Linked DNA regions of Sus scrofa: region 1 is linked to region 2. Evidence: chromatin contacts called from public HiChIP or PLAC-seq data. All regions are on one chromosome and are shown on one strand. Each heading gives the region's core, a stretch centred on a gene start, on an enhancer-like site or on the middle of the called end of the contact. The rest is flanking DNA. Distances are from core to core; before and after follow the strand shown. Region 1 has its middle 58 kb from the start of HS6ST1. Region 2 overlaps LOC106506245 (a long non-coding RNA gene).

What was found. HiChIP or PLAC-seq counts read pairs in DNA pulled down with a chosen protein or histone mark.
Region 1: a contact with region 2 is called in an H3K27ac HiChIP or PLAC-seq map of alveolar macrophages. The contact joins two enhancer-like sites. A contact is called at or near these places in 5 of 47 Hi-C or Micro-C datasets (alveolar macrophages, embryonic fibroblasts, heart right ventricle and 1 more) and 2 of 2 datasets of contacts at active chromatin or transcription factors (alveolar macrophages and skeletal muscle).

Annotation. Positions count from the first base shown.
Region 1 is chr15:59,121,835-59,126,155 of Sscrofa11.1, forward strand. No RefSeq gene overlaps it. Among named protein-coding and RNA genes, the nearest start is that of HS6ST1, 58 kb to the left of the region's middle. Within about 2 kb of position 1,992, at least 2 of the 83 cell types and tissues checked have an H3K27ac peak or open chromatin away from gene starts, as enhancers often do. A contact at or near this core is called in alveolar macrophages, where this site is marked.
Region 2 is chr15:58,825,157-58,829,830 of Sscrofa11.1, forward strand. All of the region lies in intron 2 of LOC106506245 (a long non-coding RNA gene), which reads right to left. Among named protein-coding and RNA genes, the nearest start is that of HS6ST1, 240 kb to the right of the region's middle. Within about 2 kb of position 2,740, at least 6 of the 83 cell types and tissues checked have an H3K27ac peak or open chromatin away from gene starts, as enhancers often do. A contact at or near this core is called in alveolar macrophages, where this site is marked.

The DNA.
Region 1 (4,321 bases), core at 742-3,241, 300 kb after region 2:
TGCCTCCAGGAAGCTCACCATTAACTTACTGATGTAAGAATGCCTATGGTACAGTGTGTCACCTCCACGCAGGACCAGAGTGAGGAGGCAGCCACTCCAGGTACTGGGACAGCTTGTTAACTGGGGTGTGGTGGGAATAAACCAGTGAGTGACAAGTTCTCCAAAAGGGACAAGTGCCTCCAACGCGCCTCTAATAGACAGCAGCTTGCTACCCTTGGGACTTGTCATTGTGTGCCTCTCCCCCAAATTCCATAAGTTGAAACCACAGCCCCCCCAAACTTTGAAAATAGGGCCTTTAAGGAGGTAACTAAAGGTTAAATGAGGTGATATGGGTGGAGCCCGCATCTAATAGGACTGAGGTCCTTATAAGAAAAGGAGTTCCCACTGTGGCCAGTGGGTTAAGAATCTACTGCAGTGGCTCAGGTTGCTGCAGAGGTGTAGGTTTGATCCTCAGCCTGGTACAGTGGTTTAAAGGATCCAGGGTTGCCACAGCAACAGTGGTTGTAGATCCAATCCCTGGCCCAGGAATGCTGAGAGTACAGCCATTTTTTAAAAAAGGAGTTCCTGTTGTGGCTCACTGGGTTAAGAACCCGACTAGAATCCATGAGGATGGAGGTTCGATCCCTGGCCTCACTCAGTGGGTTAAGGATCCAGCATTGCTGTAAGCTATGGTGTAGGTCACAGATGAGGTTGGGATCTGGAGTTGCTGTGGCTGTGGTATAGGCCAGTAGCTGCAGCTCCAATTCCACCCCTAGCTCAGGGAACTTCCAGATGACACAGACACAGCCCTAAAAAGGAAAAAAAAGATACCACAAAAAAGAGGAAGAGACATCAGAGGAAAAATCCAGGTGAAGACACAGGAAAATATGCCCAACTACAAGACAAGGAGAGTAGTCTCAGGAGAAACCAACCTGCAGATACCTTGATCTTGGACTTTCAGCCTCCAGAATGGTGAGAAATGGTGAGAAACTGCTTAAGCCATATCCAGCCTGTGGCATTTTGTTAGGAGCCCCGGCTGACTGAGAGAGTGCCCATGCAGCCAAGGGCAGCTGGACAGCTGGGGGGACTGGTGTGGTGGTGAGTGAGGTGTCCACCCAGCACAGCCTTTTTCACACCCTACACAGTCCTCCCAGGGAAGCCGGCCCTCCTGCCTGCTGGCCTGGCAGAGCGGGTCCCTCCAGCACTGCCAGGCCCAAATCAAGGCCCCCACCAACAACATCTGCTTGTCTTCCAGACCCCTTGGTCCACTTTAGGGACCACCATTTTTTCTCTGGTTGTGAAAGTTAGATTTACCTAGTAAATTTCACTCAGAAAGAAATCACAATCTCATAGTGGAAATTAAGACCATCCAAATGAGAACCAGCAAAGATCAGTTATTCAGAGGTTGTGTACCAGTGGAATTAGCCACCATCATGTGCATTTTGGTAAAGATTCAAAGGCAGACAGAGGAGTCAGAGAGGTTTATTGCAAAAAAGAATGGCAGGTTCAGGTGTGCCTTGAATGGAGCAGAAGTTAAGTGTTGAATCTAGGTAGTAGGTGTATGGGTGTTATTCTAACTGGTTTTTCAATTTATTTATTTTTTCTTTTTTGGTCGCCCTGCAGCATATGGAATTCCCAGGCCAGGCATCAGATTCGAGCTACAGTTTCAACCTATGCCACAGTGTGGCAACGCTGGATCCTTAACCCACTGTGCCAGGCTATGGGTCAAACCACATCTCAGAACTCCAGAGACATGCTGATCCCATTGCATCACAGTGGGAACTCCTTGACTGTTAGAAAAATTTCAGAAGAAGTTGGGAAAAATGCTGGCACTGCAGTTTTTTAAACATAATGTTGACCGACAAATTGCAGAACATGAATCACTAGCTTGAATAAAAAATCCCACAACTTCATTTTTATTTACGTGTCTCCACATTTTTTTTTTCACACAACAGTGCCCAGGGGTCAGGGTTCAGCCAGTTGTGGCCTATCCAAGCTGAACAGCCCTGCCACTGTCCTTCAGGAGGCCACTGACCGCCAGTCCTTGCAGAAGTGGCAGCCCTACTTCCTAGGTACACACATTTGACAGGCAGCTGCAGACAGCTTCCTGGGAGGCCAGTGCTCAGGCAGCCTAGCCCCTGGCCCCCTCCTCCCAACTCAAACACCCGACCTCCCTCTTGGGTAGAATTGGCCTCCAATCCTGAGGGAGATGCTCATTGCATCTCCAGCCACAGCTGCCCTGTCACACTTCAGTGCAGCCAACTCAACCTTTGTCCCTGTCCTCCACCCCCAGCTTCATGGTCGTAAGCCCCCCCACACCCCCACTCCAGCTTCAGGACAGCCACACAAGGCCAAGTGCTATTGAGGCGTGTGTGTGTGTGTGTGTGTGTGTGTGTGTTTTAAAGTGGATTAATCAATCAACCAAGTTGTATCTGCTGGGCCTGATGGTTTTTTGGTTGGGGTTGGGGGAGGGCTGATGTATTTTAACAGATGCTACCCAACTGCTTCCCTAATGTCCAAACCCAGGAAGAACTGTGCTCTTTTTCTGCAGTGGACAGAGGTCCCCCTTATGCAGGGCTTTCACAGCTGCACAGGGACCAGTTTGCTCCAGCTCCCCACATGTTCCACATAGATCTGTGCAAAGCCTCCCTCAAAACCACGTCCCATTGTTTCTCTGACTTTTCTCAGGCCCAACTAAACTTCATCAGCTGATCAACACTGCTGGGTGTAGATAAAAAAAAAATCACAGCCAAATTCCCCTGTAGAGTTTTGCCTCAGAGAAGAAACGCTGCCTATTAGTGGTCCAGAGGACAAGAGGAGCTTGGACCTCCAACCCTAATAGGGATGGAGTAGGATAGTTACTCCGGTAGTTTGTAGAAGTCCCAAAAGGTACCATAGATAGAGAGGGAAACCTAGGGAACTTTGGGAGATCACTGTGAGTTAATAATCACTTAAGAAAGCCATCGGATCGAAGTAGGCTTACCACAAATAAAAGCAGGAGATATGCCTTTCAGGTCATTACCCTTTATGACCAAGTGCAGGAGTTTAAGGACCGCTCTTCCGCTGATTTGAATAAGCACCATGACAGTCCTAGTTTGACCTTTTAGGGTCAAATACCCTCTTACCAGATACCAAAGAGGAGCTACTGCTCAAAGAAAGAAGAAGAGGCAGTCTTTTGCCACCCCCACTTCCCTTGGGTTATAAAACTGTCACCCAGCTACTCCCCAGGGCAGAGCCTCCTTGCCTGTCCACTTGCGCCTCTCACAAGCATCCTATCTTAATAAATCAATCTATTTCTTGCCTATCACTTTGTCTCTCACTGAATTCCTTCTGCACTGAGGCACAAGGAAGCCAAACCTCAGTAAGTGCAGACACTGGGTAAGTGATTCTAAATTAAAAACCATAGGTTCAAGTTCCAATCTGGATTCTGGCTGGGTAAGAATCTCTGCATGTGAGTTCAAGTCCTGGTCTGGGGTTCTGGCTGGGTTTGAGTCATAAGTGTTGTCATTTTCACACCTGTCCCTCCCTCTCCACATATCCAGCCCCTCTAGTTTCCTGTTTCCCCAGAGGGAGCTGGCAAACCACACACACCTGTGGCCACCCTGCCTGAGGGTATTATCAGAGGCAGAATCATCTAAACCACGTGTCTCTCTCAGATCCGGAGAGCCCTTAGCGTCTCAGAAATACCTAAAGTGTCCATTTATTGAGTAGACCGGTCCAAACCTTAACAAGTAAGTATATGGTAAGAACTTAGTAGCTGTTTGAAAGTCATGTACATGAATTTTAAGAGACTTTTTATTTCATTTTTACATAACTGCAACCATTAGTTATTAATGGGGTATGTGGACTTTGGGGGCGCTGCACAGCTTCTCAATCCTCGCAATCAGATTGTATGTAGCCTGCCCCAGGGTGACTTCCACATGGCACTGAAACTCAGCTTTACGAAGACAGGGTCATGGCTTAAAGGGCTGCAGTGTCGTCTGATGTGAAGACAGCATCTCCCAGCGTGTCCAGCAGAGGGCGCGCCTTCCCCAGAACTGAGCATGCGCAGCTAGCGCTTCTCCCTCCCCCGGGCTCCGGACTCCTGGCCCCCTGCCCCTCCGCCTGGGCCAGCAAGAATCAGGTAAAGTATGGAAGAACAGGAGGGTCCTGGGCTGGGACGTTGTCTAACCAGGTAGGAGCCTGCTTCAGGGGTCGTCGCTAGCATAGAGCACAGGCGCCGGGGTCCCTGCTCCCGAGACCCCACCTGTGCGCAGCTTGTTCCCAGGGGCCTGGGATGAGGTAGAAAGATGCCGCCTTAGGGCCAAAAGGGGACCAGTGGCGGGACGCGCTCCAGCCGCAC
Region 2 (4,674 bases), core at 1,490-3,989:
CCTAAAAATCTAGCTCGTTTATTTTAATTGCTGTTAGAATGTGTGTATGTGAATATAGCATGATTTATTCAGCCAATTCCTGTGGGCATTGTGAATTTTCACTGCTGTAAACAGTGTTTAACTCACGGGCTATGTTTACTTCTTTGCACGAGGTTTTCCCAGAGGAAGAGTACCTTGCAGGAAAATTTCTAGATTATAGGTTTGATGCTTATTCAGTTTTATTAAGGTCCATCTGGCCTCCAAAATCAGAACAATCCTCCTAATGGGGAATGAGGTTCTGTGTCACCCGCCGTGGTCACTCTTTCCTTGTCATGCTCTTTCCAGCAGAGTTCTTTGGTTAAGTGGCAACTCTCCAGAGGTCACAGTTGAGCCACTATTCTGCGCCCATTGGCCACTGTAGATGTTTTCTTCTAAGAAACACAAGGTCCCGTCCTGTGACCATTTCTCTCTAGAGTTGCTTGTCCTTTTTTTTTTCTTTTTGCATTTTTAGGGCCGTACCTGCACCATATGGAAGTTCCCAGTCTAGGGGTCCAATCAGATCTGCAGCTGTGGGCCTACGCCACAGCCACATGGGATCTGAGCCATGTCTGCATGACCTACACCACAGCTCATGGCAATGCTGGGTCTTTAACCCACGGAGTGAGGCCAGGGATGGAATTTGCGTCCTCAGGGGTTCATTACTGCTGAGGCATAACAGGAACTCCTAGATTTGCTTGTCTTTTATCTCACGTTGACGCTTTCCTGGGATGAGACCCCCACCTGAGCTAAGGACAGTGCTTTCTCTTCCCCTTTTCTTCTCTGGCATGTCCCCTTGTGAACCGAAATGGCCTCCTGAGTGGGCTGAGAAAGACCCTCCTTCAGAGCAGGGGAGGAGGGCAGTTCCATCACCGTCTGCGCCCAGGGCCGGCACCCCAACTCCTGGCTCTTCAGAGGTGGTGAAACAGTGGACCATCACCCATGCTCAGGAGCCTTGTGGTGCTGGAACAGACAGGGTGAGCAGTGAGCTCACTGGCCATCCCAGCCTCGCTCCTATAGCAACCAGGTATGTTTATGCCACATCTAAGAACTACTAAGTGAATAAGACTTAGTTTAATCTATTATGAATTTGAGATCTGTAAGATCAATTTCAGAAAGTAAAGGGGAAAAGGAAAGATGGATCATGAGCTGGAATTGGCATGGTAGCACAGCTCCTAGGGGCTAAGGCACCAACTGAATAATCACAGAAAGTGTTATGTGAGGCAGGATGGCAGGGCTGACACAGAAGGAGAGGAGACTCAGGAGACGCTGAGTGCTGGGGTGGCACCCCTCCCCAAAGCCAGGAGGGGGCACTCTGGGTGCAGCTCTGCCCAGCAGTCTGGAGGGGACAGCTCTGCCCAGCAGGCTAAGAAAAAACTCAAAAATAGACAACTCTGCTAACACATTGGGGTGTAAGGGGGAGTGTATTGATGTTTGCAACTTTGAAATGCATCCGAAATTAGAAGGACTGATGGATGGAAAGAAGGACGGATGGAGAAACAATGATAAAGCTAGTATAGGACAATGTTGCTGGAACTTAGGTATGCCTAGATGAAATTTTTTTTTTTTTTTTTTTTTTTTTGCTATTTCTTTGGGCTGCTCCCGTGGCATATGGAGGTTCCCAGGCTAGGGGTCCAATTGGAGCTGTAGCCATCGGCCTACACCAGAGCCACAGCAACGCAGGATCCGAGCCGCGTCTGCAACCTACACCACAGCTCACGGCAACGCCGGATCGTTAACCCACTGAGCAAGGGAAGGGACCGAACCCGCAACCTCATGGTTCCTAGTCGGATTCGTTAACCACTGTGCCACGACGGAAACTCCGAAAATTTTTATAATAAAAAGGTTGGGTAAAATAGTAAATACCTGCTCTTCCAAATTACCATAATAATTACATGAGATAATGAATGTGGAAGGGCTCGCTACACTACAGAGGAGTTACAGATGTTTTAAATGATTAAAATAGTGTAATGGCATAACAAGGGGAGGTTAAAGAGATAAGGAAAGAGATGAGTCCTTTCAAGCCAATAAATAAACTAGAAATAACAAAGGAAAGGCAAGGTGGATTTCTGGCAAAGAAGAAATACTGAATATAATCAAAATGAATGCAGAATGAAAAGAAAAAATGATTAATTTTTTTAAATCAGTGGGCATGTAGAGCAAACAAATAGCAAAGTTATGGATAATTGGTATCCCTAAAATAGCTAACCTACCAAATGGAAATAAAAAATATTCAAAGGTAAATGAGAAGGAAGTACTTCTGGAAAAAAGGGAGAATTGTATCTGCAGATTGAAAGGGTACTGCATATTTCAGAAGAAAATGATATAGGAAAAGCAATACTAAAACATATTCTAGTAAGCTTAATCAATGAAAAAAAAAAAAGAAAAGAAAGTCTTGGAGTTCCCACTGTGGCACAGAGGGTTAAGGGTCCAGTGTTGTCACTGCAGCAGCTTAGGTCACTGCTGTGGCTGGGGTTCAATCCCTGGCCCGGTGTGGTGGGTTAAGGATCCAGTATTGCCACAGTTGGGGTATAGGTCTCAGATGCAATTCAGATTTGATCCTGTGAATTTCCATATGCCATGGTGCAGCCAAAAAAAAAAGAACTTCTTACAAGGAAGGAAATCTGGTTGCTTTCAGATTTTTCCCACCACCACTAAGTTCCAGAAAACCACAAAGGAATGTACACTAAGCCAAGTTGAGCAATAGGCAACCTCAAATATGCAAGTATCCAAACTATTGCACACATGAATTTTTCTCGAAAGTCCTAAAAACATCCAGGCAGCCAAGGCAAACAGGGAGATGCCGGGTACAAGAACTAGAGATGGCCTGGCAGTGGGTAACTCACACAACCAGGGCTAAAGAGATTCAAAATACGATTCCAGCAGGTCAACATTCTGACATTATAAACTCACCAGAGCTGGAAGTATGAGCAGGAAAGGCATTTGAAAAAAAAAAAAAATCTAAATCTTTTCTTTTTCTCATGTTTCATAATGGGTTGTAATTACTGTCTGAAGGTTGACAAAGAAAGAAATGGAGTTTTCAGTATTTGTATAAACATAAAATAGGGAGTTCCTATTGTGGCTCAGCAGGTTAAGAACCCCAGTAGGATCCATGAGGTTTTGGGTTCGATCCCTGACCTTACTCAGTGGGTTAAGGATCCAGCGTTGCCATGAGCTGTGGCTTAGGCTAGCAACTGCAGGTCCTGTTGGAACCCTAGAACGGGAACTTCCATATGCCGCAGATGCAGGCATAAAAAAGAAAATAAAATATATATATAGCTAAAAAATAAGACAATTAACTTCTATCTTACTGGCAGAAAACATACAAACTACACACACACACAGAAAACATTAGCACAGTAACATAACATAAAAAAGACAATAGAACTGAGATCAAACTTGACAGATATATCCATAAGTGTAATTAGATAACCGCACACCATAAAGATTATATTTGAAAAATCTACTTGCTGACAAAAAAAAAAAAAAAAAAAAAAAGCTGTATTGAAAGCAAAGTCACTGAGAAGCCTGGGAGTAAACGGATGGGCAAGACTGGGGCTATGAAAATACAATCCATCAAGACAATTCAAGGGAAGCATTCTGGAGCAGAAGACGCTTTATAATGATAAAGAGGATAATATGCAATAAAGCTCTAACTGTCAGGAAAACGTATGTGCCAACGAATCCGGTGCCAAATGCATAGGAAAAACTACAGTAAATACATGGAGAAATAGAAACACAACAGTAGCAAAAAGACAGCACTCACTTCTCTCTGCCTTTCACCAATCCACCACAGTAATGCAATGACAAACGATTAAGGTGAGGGGAGGCCAATAACAAAAAATGAATCACTATGTTTTAGACTCTGCCCTGCCAATGGGACGTTCCCATCTTTTCAGTGCCCATGGGACATTCACAAATGGTGACACTTGCAGATCTCAATGGCCCACTGCTCACAGAGGCGTGGACAGGGTACAGGGAAGAAGGGCACCTGGGGACCAACTCCTGGGACTGGAGAAGTGAGGGAAAGATGTGCTGTTAGAGGTATGAGCCCAGGGAGGGCAGGTGCTGAGGTGGGCTGGGGCTAGAAAGGCCATGACACTGTGTGCCAGCCAGCAAGGCTGCTCAGGAGACACACAAGTTGGCCTCCTGGAACCAGATGGGGCAGAAGAGGGCAGAAAAATAGATGGGGAGTAGCAAAGAGAAAATTTGCAACACACGAATTTGATCAAGAAAAAAAGAAAAAGCAAAATGCCCTAAGTTAGAAGTGAGAATGGGAAATAACCACAGAAAAAATTGATGTCATAACAAAAGCACGTTACTCAAATCCATGCAAATGCATATGAAACCCAGAAGAAATCAATGAATTTCCAGGAAAATATGAGTTATGAAATTTGAATATGGGGAAATATGCAGAACATAGAAAAATAGCAATGAATTATTATAGGGAAATATTTTTGTATGTCAATTCCATAATCAGACATTTTATTGAATTTCCTATTTTTCTTCTTTTTTTTTTTTTTTTTTTTTTTTTTTTGCTTTTTAGGGCCACACTGCGGCATATGGAGGGCCCCAGGCTAGGGGTCTAACTGAAGCTATAGCTGCCAGCCACGCCACAGCCACAGCAACGCCAGATCTTTACCCACTGAGTAAGGCCAG